2 separate regions of the Zea mays genome follow, and region 2 is linked to region 1. Evidence: chromatin contacts called from public Hi-C data. All regions are on one chromosome and are shown on one strand. Each heading gives the region's core, a stretch centred on a gene start, on an enhancer-like site or on the middle of the called end of the contact. The rest is flanking DNA. Distances are from core to core; before and after follow the strand shown. Region 1 holds the start of LOC100278909. Region 2 overlaps LOC100383390.

Region 1 (2,799 bases), core at 89-2,588:
AGCATGAAATATGATATAAGCATCACCAAAGAATCATTTCTATTTTATTAACATGGAAAAACAGAAATGATCCCAAATTACAAATGTACCTTCGATCCTGAGAGAAGGTGGAAAGTACGAGCGTGACGCCAAAAGCAAAATGACAAGTCAGCGTGACGCCAAAAGCAAAATGACAAGTCAGCGTGAACAGTACGGGAGTACTGTTCATCTATTTATAGACGCGGGACGCAGCCCACGTAAAATTACATCCATGTCCATTACATTTGTTAACGGTTTATGGAAATCTATTGAGGACCCCGAAGTCTTTTCATCTTAAGGTCGGTTCCCCCTTGTGCCATCGCGCCGAAGCTTCCCTGCGTACAGCTTCGGCTGCCCCCGACCTTCGTCTGGCTCAGCCTTCGTCCTGGTCGTGCTCCATATCCATAATTCTGAATCCGAAAATACCTGTTCATATAATTCACTTGGAAAACATTGTCAAATCATGTTTTTGAGGACCTTCGGAGGACGAAGGCCCCCAACACTCATGTCTCCGCAGTTTCTGTGACCTTTGACTAAGGGCGGGCTCGAGGTTGTCCTCCTTGCTTGAGACGGGCTCGGACAAGGCGTAAATAGATGTTTCTTGAAGAGGGAACCTCGGGCGAGGCGATGATTTCCCCGAGTGCTGCCCTCATCCGAGAGCAGGCTTGGGCGAGAAGGAATTTTGAGCGACCGTCGAGTGGGGTCTCGGGCGAGTCGTGGCTCATCCTCACTTGACCTCGAGGGAATATGTCTCACGGTAGCTTTGGGGTTAAGTGTGCTTAGAGGTGTAATCCAGTTACCCCTAATTATGATACCCGACAAACATAAACTCCATAACTTACTAAATTAAAGAATTAAACACTACACGCTTTATCGGACCGGGCTGCCCCAAGTCGTCCATGCGTGAGGGTCGTCACGGAGGCACGATAGGCTGAAAAATAAGACCCGACCTAGCTCTGTCTTCATGCCATACTAGCCTAGCCCATAGAACTTCGTGCTGGGTCGTGCTTTGGGCTCCTGATTTGGAGCCTTACTCATGCTGACCAAAAAGTCTTGCCCAGATTTTCAGCACTACTCTTAACTATATTTATGATCTAAATGTTCAGGTTATATTTGAAAAATTAATTTAGATCGTGTCCAGCAGTTTACTTAAATGCTTATCCAAAATATTATTTTATACTATAGATATATTTTTTATAGAGTAAAATTTGAATATGAATATTAGAATGAATAAGCTGATGGAGATAGCTTATGGCTCAGCACATTAATAGTCAATTTTTTCTTCCCAAAAAAGCTGTTGCCTCGTTGAGGAATATTCCACATCCCCTCGTTTCCGGCAAACCGCAATGAAGTCTCTGACCCCCACCGCCGCTGGCTCCGCCGCAGATTTTTCCGACTCTCTGCCCTCCCCGATCTCCCCTGCGGCGGTGCCATGCCATTCCAGGTGAGGGAGCTGCACCTGTCGCTTCCTCGATCCAATCGTGCGCCCTGTTTTATATATGTAACTGAGCTTCCTGGCACCCCCTTTGTCCCCAGCCCCGGCCGCCACTACTACCTCGCCGTCGACCGCACCCAGTTCAAAATGGTGCTTATCTATTTTCCCTGCTCTCTTCGCTTCGTTTGCAGTTTCGATACCACTGTTTGGTTGATCTCGATTCATGATGATTTATGGTGGTATTTGTGCGCAGAGGACACTCTTGGAGCTCCTGGGGGTTGTCGCGGATCGCCGTGGTGGGCTGCCGATTGCAACATGTGTTTCCTCCCGTGATGAGCTTGATGCCGTCTGTGCTGCCGTCGCAAACCTCCCCTTTGTGTCAGCGTCACCTCTGGTAGTTCACAAACACAATTTCACCTCCTTAGTTGTAACTTCCTCTATGCATTTTCATTTGTTCTATTTTCTCTGAAATTTTTTGGTGGCTTGGAAGCAATATGCCTTCATCTAGTATGTTTTCTCTGAAAATATATGACGTTTATCACCAACATAAATATTTTTATGAACCCATAAATTGTTGCACAAGGTCCTAACAGGTATATGATCCTTACTATTATGATGTTCTTACTTCACATCAACCTCCAGATATTACTAATGGTCTTCTATGTACAGTATAGTGATCAAGCTGAAGCAGAGCGTGCATCTATTCTTGAGAACTTTCGTCAAGAAACAACTCAGTGGAATAAAACTGCTAAAGCTACCAATATTGCCGAAAGTTCTAAGCTTGAAAGTACTGGCTCTAAAATAAGCATTATAGTTGCAACAGATGCTTGCTTGCCTCAGGCAGCGATGGCAGAGGCACCCCTTATGGCTCGAGTGCTGATAAACTATGAGCTTCCCACAAAGAAGGTGAGCTTTAACTATATTTCTGTGCATATTTGTTGCTTTTAGTCCATTTTATGCAAAAAGCATGAATCTGTGTATGCTCTCTTTCTTATTTGCTACTCCCTGTGTCCCAAATTATAAGGCATTTTGGCTATTGTATAGATATTTTTACTATGTATCTTGACATAGTGTATATTTAAGTGTGTAGCAAAAGCGTTAAAACAATGTATCTAGAAAAACCAAAACATCTTATGCTCCGTTTGGATGTTGATATTGAATATGATGGAATTGAATTGAGTTGAATACCAAATCATGCATGGTACTGAAATGAGATGCAATTCCAATTCTATTGTTTGGATGTCACTGAATTGTACGTTCTAATTCCACGCAATACCGAGGGGTGAGGCTTTGTATTGGGAGAGGATGTTCTAGTTATAGTCTAATTCTAGGGAATTAGGCCTCTG
Region 2 (2,761 bases), core at 121-2,620, 270 kb before region 1:
GAATCGCCCCGAGACGGCGTTGGTCTACCTCCCATGGCGACTCTACGGCGCGGTTGAAGCCCGATGAGCAATTACCGGCCAACCGCCGACCCAACTACCACCCTAACGGTGTCACACGACCCTACGGATGTAAAGAACAGGCTCGTGCACTTACCAGAGGTCAGGGTGACGGCGGCGAGCTTGGCCACGGCGCGGTCGACGACAATGGCGCAAGTGTACCCTCCGGTCTCCTCCCACCGTGTCTCTCTCTCGTCATTCGCGGTAAAAAGGGAGGAATAGAGGAAGGGGGATGGCGTACGACTCGGCTGTGCCTGGTTTTGTAGCCCGGGGTGAGGCTGACGATGCGCGTGAGGAAAGATTGGCCGAAGCAGATTGGGCCCAGTTAGGTTTTACATTTTTCTTTTTATTTTCTTTTCTTTGTAATTTCTTTTCCTTTTCCTTTTCAAATCCAAAATTTGAATTCAAATTCCTCAGAAGAATTTATAATCCTTTTAAGTATTCAGTTTGGACAAATCAGTGGGATGAATTTATATATTTATAAATTTTATCTTGTCTTTTATAGTATTTCTCTCTTAAATTCTAAATCCAAATTTAAATTCCAGTTTGGATTCAAAATTGGTGGCAATTTATCCTCAGATTATGTTGCACAATTATTGTACTAATTTTGAAAGTATGATTCTATATATACTTTATGTGAGTTTTATATTCCTTATTTCTTTCTCTTTAGAAAAAAATAGTATTTTGAATGTGGAACAAGAAGTAAAGGTTACTTCAAAGTTAACTATTCATGTGAATAAATGCTTATGGTGCATCATTTAATGATATGCATCATTATTTAATTGAATAGAAAATTTTTCTTTTACTTATTTTCTAGAATACTTCTTGATTTTAGAAATTCAGTCCTCAAATTTCACACTTAAGTATGATTTGAGATGTCTGAATTTACTATTTTTATTTCTTCATATATTTATTTTATTATTTATATTTATTTTTTCTTATACACATTTTGGGCTTTACAGTATGAACTTTTGGGCATCAGGGGTAGGCAGCATGTATGTCTTGCATTCTTGCTGCTATTGTTATTATTTACGAAGTATGAACTTATGGTTGTATGAACTTAGACTGACATGTCTTGTTGTTATTGTTATGAAGTATGAGCTTATGGGCATCATCCATCAGAGCTAGTGGGTGTTAGACGGTTACACAGCTGCGAGCCTAGGCCAGCGCAACACGGTAGCACGGCTTAGCCCGACGACACAACACGACCCGAGTAAGTGTAATAGTGTTGTTCTTGTACTCAGGCTCAGGCTCAGGCTCAGGTCCACATGTCGGCCCGGCCCGATCCAAAATATAATCATGCCATGCCTCGGTCCAACTAAGTTGGTCCGGCTTGGGTTGTGCTCACGCCGTGCTGATTGGACACGGCTCATTGGACAGTATAGCTACGAGCTTTTTACCATTGCACCTAGATGCATGAATGGGCCGAAAATCAAAACGTAGCAGAAACTTCCACCTGGGCTTAAAAAGCCAAATGGAGTGGTACAGTGAGCTGGCTATGGCTAATAATGTGCGAAGCGAATAGTGGATATATAGCCAGGTCCATTTCGTACAGTACAGGGTTGCAAAAAAGAATTAATCAACGACCTTTGTTTTACGGAACTAGCCAAATAAACTGTAACTCCGCCGCATCAACCTGGCGCATGACTTTGATGAGATTGCGAAAAAGGGCAAATAGAGGTACCGAATAACTTTTGAATCTGTAAGATATACGCACACAACAAATATAGTTTCAAATAATCTAGGTAGCGTTTGATTCCGGAGTCCGTTGATATAGAGCGGCTCTATACCAGCTAGTAGCTATGTCCGGAAGATTTTAGAGAGCCAAATGGTTCAGTATTTAAACATAATTTTTCCTTTTTAGAGTCATTATATTATACATCAAACCAATTCAATCAGGAACCAAACACTATCTAAAGGCGTATTTAGTATGGCTTTGCTTCCCTCCGGAGTAGTTCTACTCCAAACTCTAAGGCTCTGCTCTAGAGTTTAGATTATTTTCTCATTGCCAGTAACATTTGTGGGTAAATTTTGTGGGTAAATCCAAATTTCATATTAGGTTGCTTTTTAGAGTTTTCAGAACAGCAAAAAGATACTCCAAAATTTTATATTACGGCTCTGAAAACCCCATGAAGTTTATAACTCTAAAATTATGGTGTTTGGTAGGCTCTAGCTCCAGCTCCCTTTGAGTTTTACTTTAGAGTCATACCAAACACGCACTAAAAACTGCTCTAAAAACTATTGACCTGATCAGACTAGAGAAGAAAAAAAAGACTTTCTGTAACTTCCATATTAGCCGGTTAAAAGTTAAAAACTTAACTCATAAACCTCTCTTATGGATTATATAAAGAGGGACAGAGTAATCCAACTTGTAAGGAACCCAAGCAAGCATAATCAACAATCCAACACAACTAACTAGACATAATATATATTACGCACGCTGTTCAATGGTCTGAACCAGTATAAATCAATATCTTTGCATTTATCGTTGAGTTTAGCCTGTGCTGAATCCCACCGATTCCTACTCTGTGTAAGTCCATAGAAGTACTGTGGATCATCAAACACAGACTCCTAGTTCTAACAGAATCTTCTGTACAGGGCAAGAAAAGTATCAACAAATAATTACGTTTGAAAGCAAGCAAAATACTTTGTTATTTACAGTAAGCACTATTGGAAGATCTGTTGGATGACTGCTTCTGCATTT

What was found. A called contact is a pair of places that touch in the nucleus more often than the background predicts.
Region 2: a contact with region 1 is called in a Hi-C map of ear, with 1.7 times the contacts expected there. The contact joins the enhancer-like site here to the promoter of LOC100278909 in region 1. A contact is called at or near these places in 2 of 25 Hi-C or Micro-C datasets (ear and tassel).

Annotation. Positions count from the first base shown.
Region 1 is chr5:38,863,891-38,866,689 of Zm-B73-REFERENCE-NAM-5.0, reverse strand. It overlaps LOC100278909, which reads left to right and starts at 1,338. Exons shown (of 7, transcript NM_001152033.2): 1 at 1,338-1,462; 2 at 1,555-1,603; 3 at 1,707-1,847; 4 at 2,123-2,359. The coding sequence starts at 1,365.
Region 2 is chr5:39,137,815-39,140,575 of Zm-B73-REFERENCE-NAM-5.0, reverse strand. It overlaps LOC100383390, which reads right to left. Exons shown (of 12, transcript NM_001176045.1): 12 at 2,467-2,761. The coding sequence ends at 2,725. Among protein-coding and RNA genes, the nearest start is that of LOC100383390, 22 kb to the right of the region's middle. Within about 2 kb of position 1,370, at least 17 of the 20 cell types and tissues checked have an H3K27ac peak or open chromatin away from gene starts, as enhancers often do. A contact at or near this core is called in ear and tassel, where this site is marked.